Linked DNA regions of Mus musculus: region 1 is linked to region 2. A link is a contact called in public promoter capture Hi-C data. All regions are on one chromosome and are shown on one strand. Each heading gives the region's core, a stretch centred on a gene start, on an enhancer-like site or on the middle of the called end of the contact. The rest is flanking DNA. Distances are from core to core; before and after follow the strand shown.

The links. Capture Hi-C pulls out chosen DNA fragments and counts their contacts.
Region 1: a contact with region 2 is called in a promoter capture Hi-C map of adipose tissue. The contact joins two enhancer-like sites. A contact is called at or near these places in 2 of 9 other capture datasets (adipose tissue and liver).

Annotation. Positions count from the first base shown.
Region 1 is chr16:90,299,302-90,302,526 of GRCm38.p6, reverse strand. No RefSeq gene overlaps it. Among named protein-coding and RNA genes, the nearest start is that of Scaf4, 16 kb to the right of the region's middle. Within about 2 kb of position 1,431, at least 45 of the 459 cell types and tissues checked have an H3K27ac peak or open chromatin away from gene starts, as enhancers often do. A contact at or near this core is called in adipose tissue, where this site is marked.
Region 2 is chr16:89,978,766-89,982,004 of GRCm38.p6, reverse strand. It overlaps a transcript of Tiam1 not described here. Among named protein-coding and RNA genes, the nearest start is that of Tiam1, 20 kb to the right of the region's middle. Within about 2 kb of position 1,359, at least 18 of the 459 cell types and tissues checked have an H3K27ac peak or open chromatin away from gene starts, as enhancers often do. A contact at or near this core is called in adipose tissue, where this site is marked.

The sequences.
Region 1 (3,225 bases), core at 182-2,681, 320 kb before region 2:
TAGAACAATGATGATGGCATATTATAATAGATAACAAAATTACCAGGGCCACTATTCTTTTTTTGTTTGTTTGTTTGTTTGTTTGTTTGGGTTTTTTTTCGAGACAGGGTTTCTCTGTGTAGCCCTGGCTGTCCTAGAACTCACTTTGTAGACCAGGCTGGCCTGGAACTAAGAAATCCATCTGCCTCTGCCTCCTGAGTGCTGGGATTAAAGGCGTGTGCCACCACACACCCGGCCCAGGGCCACTATTCTTGCATGTAGGGGCTGCTACTAAAGTAAAACAGGAGTTACTTGAATGGAGGCACTGGGAACCTTAGATGGTTGTTATGGTAACTGAGATAGCTGCTCACTGATGACTTGGTAGTGTACACAGCACGGATACACGGGACCAAGGGGTGGTTCTCATCCTCAGCAAGACACCGTGGAACAGACCGGACACACGGTAAGCATACACTCCACCCGTGGGCAACAGCCCAGCCTTTTACAGTCATCTGTACGACATCCACGAAGGGAATCCCCACGAGAGTTCTACTGGATCACTCTGCACACTCGAAGGTCTGAGAAGGAGAAGGTGAAGTGGCTCACGCAAGGTCCCACAGCTGCTGAGCACCAGGGTAAGGCTCCACCTCAGAGCTCGTGGCAATCAACCAAGGTCTCTTTCAACCTGCCGGCAGTAAGCAAAGATTCACATAAAGCCACACAATAGGGAGCAGAGCTGGAGAGATGGCTCAGTGGCTTAGAGTACTGACTGCTCTTCCAGAGGTCCTGAGTTCAATTCCCAACAACCACATAGTGGCTCACAACCATCTGTAATAGGATCTGATGCCCTCTTCTGGTGTGTCTGAAGACAGTTATAGTGAACTTATAGAAATACAATAAATAAGCCGGTGCGTGGTGGCGCACGCCTTTAATCCCAGCACTTGGGAGGCAGAGGCAGGCGAATTTCTGAGTTCAAAGGCCAGCCTGGTCTACAAAGTGAGTTCCAGGACAGCCAGGGCTATACAGAGAAACTCTGTCTCACAACAACAACAACAACAACAACAGAAGAAGAAGAAGAAGAAGAAGAAGAAGAAGAAGAAGAAGAAGAAGAAGAAGAAGAAGAAGGAAAAGAAATACAATAAACAAATCTTTATAAAGGGGGGAGGGAGTGTGCTGGAAAGATGGCTCAGTGGTTAAGAGCACTGACTGCTCTTCCAGAGGTCCTGAGTTCAAATCCCAGCAACCACATGGTGGCTCGCAACCATCCGTGACGGGATCTAATGCTGTCTTCTGGTATGTCTGAAGACAGCTACAGTGTATATACGTATAATAAATAAATCTTTGGGCCGGAGTGAGAAGAAAAAAAAAAAGAAACATTCCTACTTGATTCAGATTACGAAACTGATTTGAGGAACAGAAACTTGGTCAAAGTTGCTGCACTGAAGCCAAAGAGAAAGTTGAACGCTTGAAATAGGAAGGTCTGTCGTGTGACTGAGAGCATGAAAATTTCAGCAGGTGCTTGTCAAAAAAGTCTTCTACTCAGATTTGGCAACTCTCAGTTCTAATACAGACTTCTCCGTGAGACGACGGATAATGGAAGGGAGCAGTCATTTGCAAAGCCACAGTTATTCTTCTGTGGCAGCTTCACAAAAGTCCTGTGACCAGCCTAGAAACTGCTTCACCCATATCTCCACTCTTTTTCCTTTCCTTTTCTTTTCTTTTCTTTTCTTTTCTTTTTTTTTTTTTTTTCGAGACAGGGTTTCTCTGTATAACCCTGGCTGTCCAATGGCGCTGCTGGAGTGGTCTTGTTTGCAGTCTATTGCTATGAGAACCACAGTAGCACTGTGGCCAAAAGCAAGTTAGGGAGAAAAGGGTCACACTTCATTCAAGGTAGGACTGTGGAGGCAAAGAACTGAGGCAGAGGCCTAGGAGGGGCGCTGCTTACTGGCTTGCTCCCCGTGGTCTGCTCAGCCTGCATTTTTTTTTAAGATTTATTTATTCAATTCGGGCATGGAAGCTGGGCGTGGTGGTGCACGCCTTTAATCCCAGCACTCGGGAGGCAAAGGCAGGCTGATTTCTGAGTTTGAGGCCAGCCTGGTCTACAGAGTGAGTTCCAGGACAGCCAGGGCTACACAGAGAAACCCTGTCTTAAAAATATATATATTGGGCTGGTGAGATGGCTCAGTGGGTAAGAGCACCCAACTGCTCTTCCGAAGGTCAGGAGTTCAAATCCCAGCAACCACATGGTGGCTCAGATCTGACTCCCTCTTCTGGAGTGTCTGAGGGCAGCTACAGTGTACTTACATATAATAAATAAATAAATCTTTAAAAAAAGAGGAAAAAATATATATATTTATTGTATGTATATGAGTACACCATTGATCTCTTCAGACACACCTGAAGAGGGCATCAGATCCCATTACAGATGGTCATGAGCCACCATGTGGTTGCTGGGAATTGCACTCAGGACCTCTGGAAAAGCAGTCGGTGCTCTTAACCACTGAGCCATCTCTCCAGCCACTCCCCCCCACAACCTGCATTCTTATGCAACTCAGGGCCACCTTCCCAGGAGTTGTACCCCCAACAGTGGGCTGGGGCCTCTCCCAAAATCATTACTACATAGAATGGACCCCAGACTTGCATACAAGCTAATCTGATAGAGGTATTTTTCTCAATGGAGGTTTCTGTTAAGTTTCAAATCCTAGGCTAATAGCTGAGGTGCCTATTTAACATATCAAAGCAGACCTGGGCTCCAGGTTCTCCCAGCATCCTTCAGTTCCTACCTATCACAGAGTCTGGCTGACTTATGCTCCCCTCTACCCCAACTCTCCAGACCAGGGGTTAAGCTGCCCATCCCCCAGGCTCTTCCCTCTGTAAATCAGACATTTTGGTTACCTGCCCCTGTTTTGTATCTTGGGCCTCCTGGCTGCCACACTTGGTTCTCCTCTCTCCCTTCCTCTCATGTTCCCCCTACATAGTTCAGGGTCATGACCTCTCTGGGTTCTCCCAGATGTGTCTGTCCCTGGCTAAGCTCTCCCACATCTCTATAATAAACTTTCACCTCTGCAATACCTAGAAACAGGCATGTCCTTTCCTTTCCTTTTCCTCTCTCTCTCTCTCTCTCTCTCTCTCTCTCTCTCTCTTCATCCAGTTCCCCCTTCCAAAATGACTCTAGCTTGTGTGGAGCTGACAAAAACAAAACAAGAACCTGACACTCATCAAATGAATGAGGTAATAATCGTGTAA
Region 2 (3,239 bases), core at 110-2,609:
TCGGCTGGCCGGGAGGTTCATTTAGACCTTGGTTCATCGTCTCCTGCTGCTTCTTGCTCGTGTTGGGAACTTGGATTTTTAGCTAACCTCCTGTCTGGAGGGCATCGTGTAATTTTCCCCTCTGTCCCTGCCTTTTCTGACTCTGCTGTAACACTCAGAGCATTTGCGGCTGTATTCTATGAGGTTGTAGGACTTCGAGTCTGGCGGTTGCTGCATTTGGGACCATATCTAGCCTATTTCAGCCACCCACTTTTTTTTTCCCCACTCTGTGATAAACCTCTTTGTTCCATGTTCGCGGAGTTGGCCTCATGCTAGAAACCTATATGAACATAAACGTTGGCTCCTCCTACCGATGCCTCCTTACTGCTGGGGTTACAGGACCGTGCTGTCACCCTGTCCTTAGCTTCTCTCTCTCTCTCTTTCACCCCTCTCCCCACTTCTGTGCCTTATTCTATTTTATCAGTGATGTGAAAATGAGACATACTTTGTTCCCTCAACAAGTTTTTTTTTTTTTTTTTTTTGGTTTTGTTTTTTCAAGACAGGGTTTCTCTGTGTAGCCTTTGCTGTCCTGGAAATAACTCTGTAGACCAGGCTAGCCTTGAACTCAGAAATCCTCCTGCCTCTGCCTCCCAAGTACTGGGATTAAAGGCATGAGCCACTATTACCTGGCTTCAACAAGTCTTTTTATCTTTAGGCTCCATGACACGCCAGACACTGACATCAATCTAGGTTCTTGGTCATTGGAAATACAGAGATTCTCATCTCTGTAGATTGCTTCTAAACAATAAAAACCTGTTCGCTACTGATTAGTACCCACTGTTGGTTATTTCTTCATTTTATATTAATAACCGAATGACCTAGGCTATAAAGAGGTGGTGGGTGTTCCTGACAACGTGACAGAGTAGCTTCTCTGGGTGGATGGGCTATTCTGAGGGGAAGAGGAAGAAATTTGGGGACTGCTTGATGAAGACGTAAAGCAGGCAGGCATGTTTGAGAAAGAAAGTGTCCAGAAAGTTCAGTCGCATCAAGTGGGGCAAGTGTGGCTTCCTTGGCAAGAACAAGAATGGGAGGGACAGGAGACATAGGCAGAGAAGCAGTGATGGTGTCCAGCTCTACAGGGCCTGCTGAGGCTCTTACCCCTGAGCAGAGGAACCATGGATCCAACCCATGGTTTTAGAGATCCAAGTAGAGTGGGCTGCAGAGAGCAGAAAAGAAAGGGAGACAGCTCCCACCCCCACCCCCATGAAGAAGCTTTTGTATAATTCTGTAGAGAGCGTCCTGGCCAGGTTCTGCTGACTGCAAAGTACGGAGAAAAGAGATTCAGATTTGCTCCTTTCTTTGAAGAGGGTGCAATAGAATTTTCTGACTAATTTGATGTGGGTTGCGAAAGAGATGTGCAAACCGCTCCTCGCTGCAGTTCAGCCTGAGCCACTGGGAGGGTTGAGTTCCCCTTGCTGGGCTGGGAAGGTTGCCTGGAAGGAAGGATTAGCTCACACTTGGGTATCTGAACATGGTCTCATGCAGGGAGAGGCAGTGTCCCGACGCCTGTGGAGAGATACCAGGAAGTCTTGGTATTTGATAGTCATGAGGCAGGCTGGGATCTCCGAGGACAGTAAGATGGTGACATTTAGGAGGAAGATCGTTCTCAGGAGAATCAGCCTTTTAGAATGGGTGGGGAGAGGATGCATGCTTGGGCAGAGACATCACACTGTTCTATAGGGCCACCTGTCAGTGAGCTAAGAGCACCTGTCATAGTTGATCTCTGGATGCCTCTACCCCTCCTGATTCAGTCACCATGGGGTGCCCACTATTCATAGTCCTTCCCTGAGAGAGCAAGTCCTTCCCTGAAATAGGATCTGGGTCAGTGCGTATCCCATCCCGAAACACTGAGTGCAGACTGAAAAGGCAATCTTTGTCTTCTTGAGGCTCCAGAACTGTCCAATACGGAGAAGAGGAGTCAGCAGAAGCAACTGGCGGGATCGAAGGATCATGGCGGCTGGCAAGGGCAGAAATCATAGCATTGTAAGTGCATAAGGTTGCGTCAACCATGGCGAAGATGGAGAGGAAGAAGCATTAGGTTTGCCACTTTGTAGGTCGGAGAGGAACATGGCAGTGGACGGCAGTCTAGATGCCTTGGAGTCAAGAGAAAGGGAAAAGAATAGGGCCCAGTTGACAATGAGTGTGAGGTCTATTCCTGGTTGTCCACTTGACTGCTTCTGGAATGAAGTATAGTCTATAGATGGAGGGACGCCTGTGATCCAGAGCTTGAGGCATAGCAGCCAAGAAAAGCTTAGGCCCAGGCAAGGTTGTACACACCTTTAATCCCTGGAGGCAGAGGCAAGCAGATCTTTGGGTTCAAGGTCAGCCTGGGACAGAGCAAGTTCCAAATTCAGGCCTGGTGGTACACACCTTTAAGTTGGGCCGTATCTTCTGCTGGAGGCCTACATAAGGACAATGGAAAAAGGAAGCATTTCTTCCTTGTCTGGTTGCACTTATGTGCCAGCACATCTGTTGGAACCCACTTCTTCAGGATTCCAGTTTATACAGAAGATCGGCTGAAACACCTAGCCTTGTGGGACTGAGCAACTACTAGATTCTTGGACTTCCATTCATAGCTGCCCATTGTTGTGTTAACTGGACTGCAGCCTATAAGTCATTCCATTAATTCCCCTTAATCTATAGAGACATTCCATAAGTTCTGTGACTCTAGAGAACCCTGACTAACCCAACAAGCAACCCCAAGACTTTTTGGATGAGAAAGCAAGAACAGAGCGATTTGTGTATTTATAATTTGAGCACACTGAGAACGATGTGTGGAGTACTGATTGAGTCTGGGTGGGGTGGGAAGGAGTCTCAGTTGGTGAGTCTGGCTCTAGATATGATTGCTACCTATGTGTACAAGAAGTTGGGAGTGTGTAGATGCAGACAGAGCCTTGCTGGGGGCTATGTAGCCTTTCAAGTTTGTGGAAGTCACTCTGAGTTTCTCCAAGAATTAGATAAAAGGTTGTCTGCGGACAGAAGAAATGAGAAAAAACGCCTGGAGATTTGGGTAGAAAGAGAACATGTAAACTTGATCAGTGTGCAGGTTAAGAAACTGGAGATTTCCAGGTGACTGCTAATGACTTTTAAAGACACACTTGACATTAGTGGTTTCCGATCGTGAATTTTAAGTGAGCCTGTGACTGTGCACATGTGTCTTTTGTTTGCCTCCGATTCTTTTTTTTTTTTTTTTTAAAGCC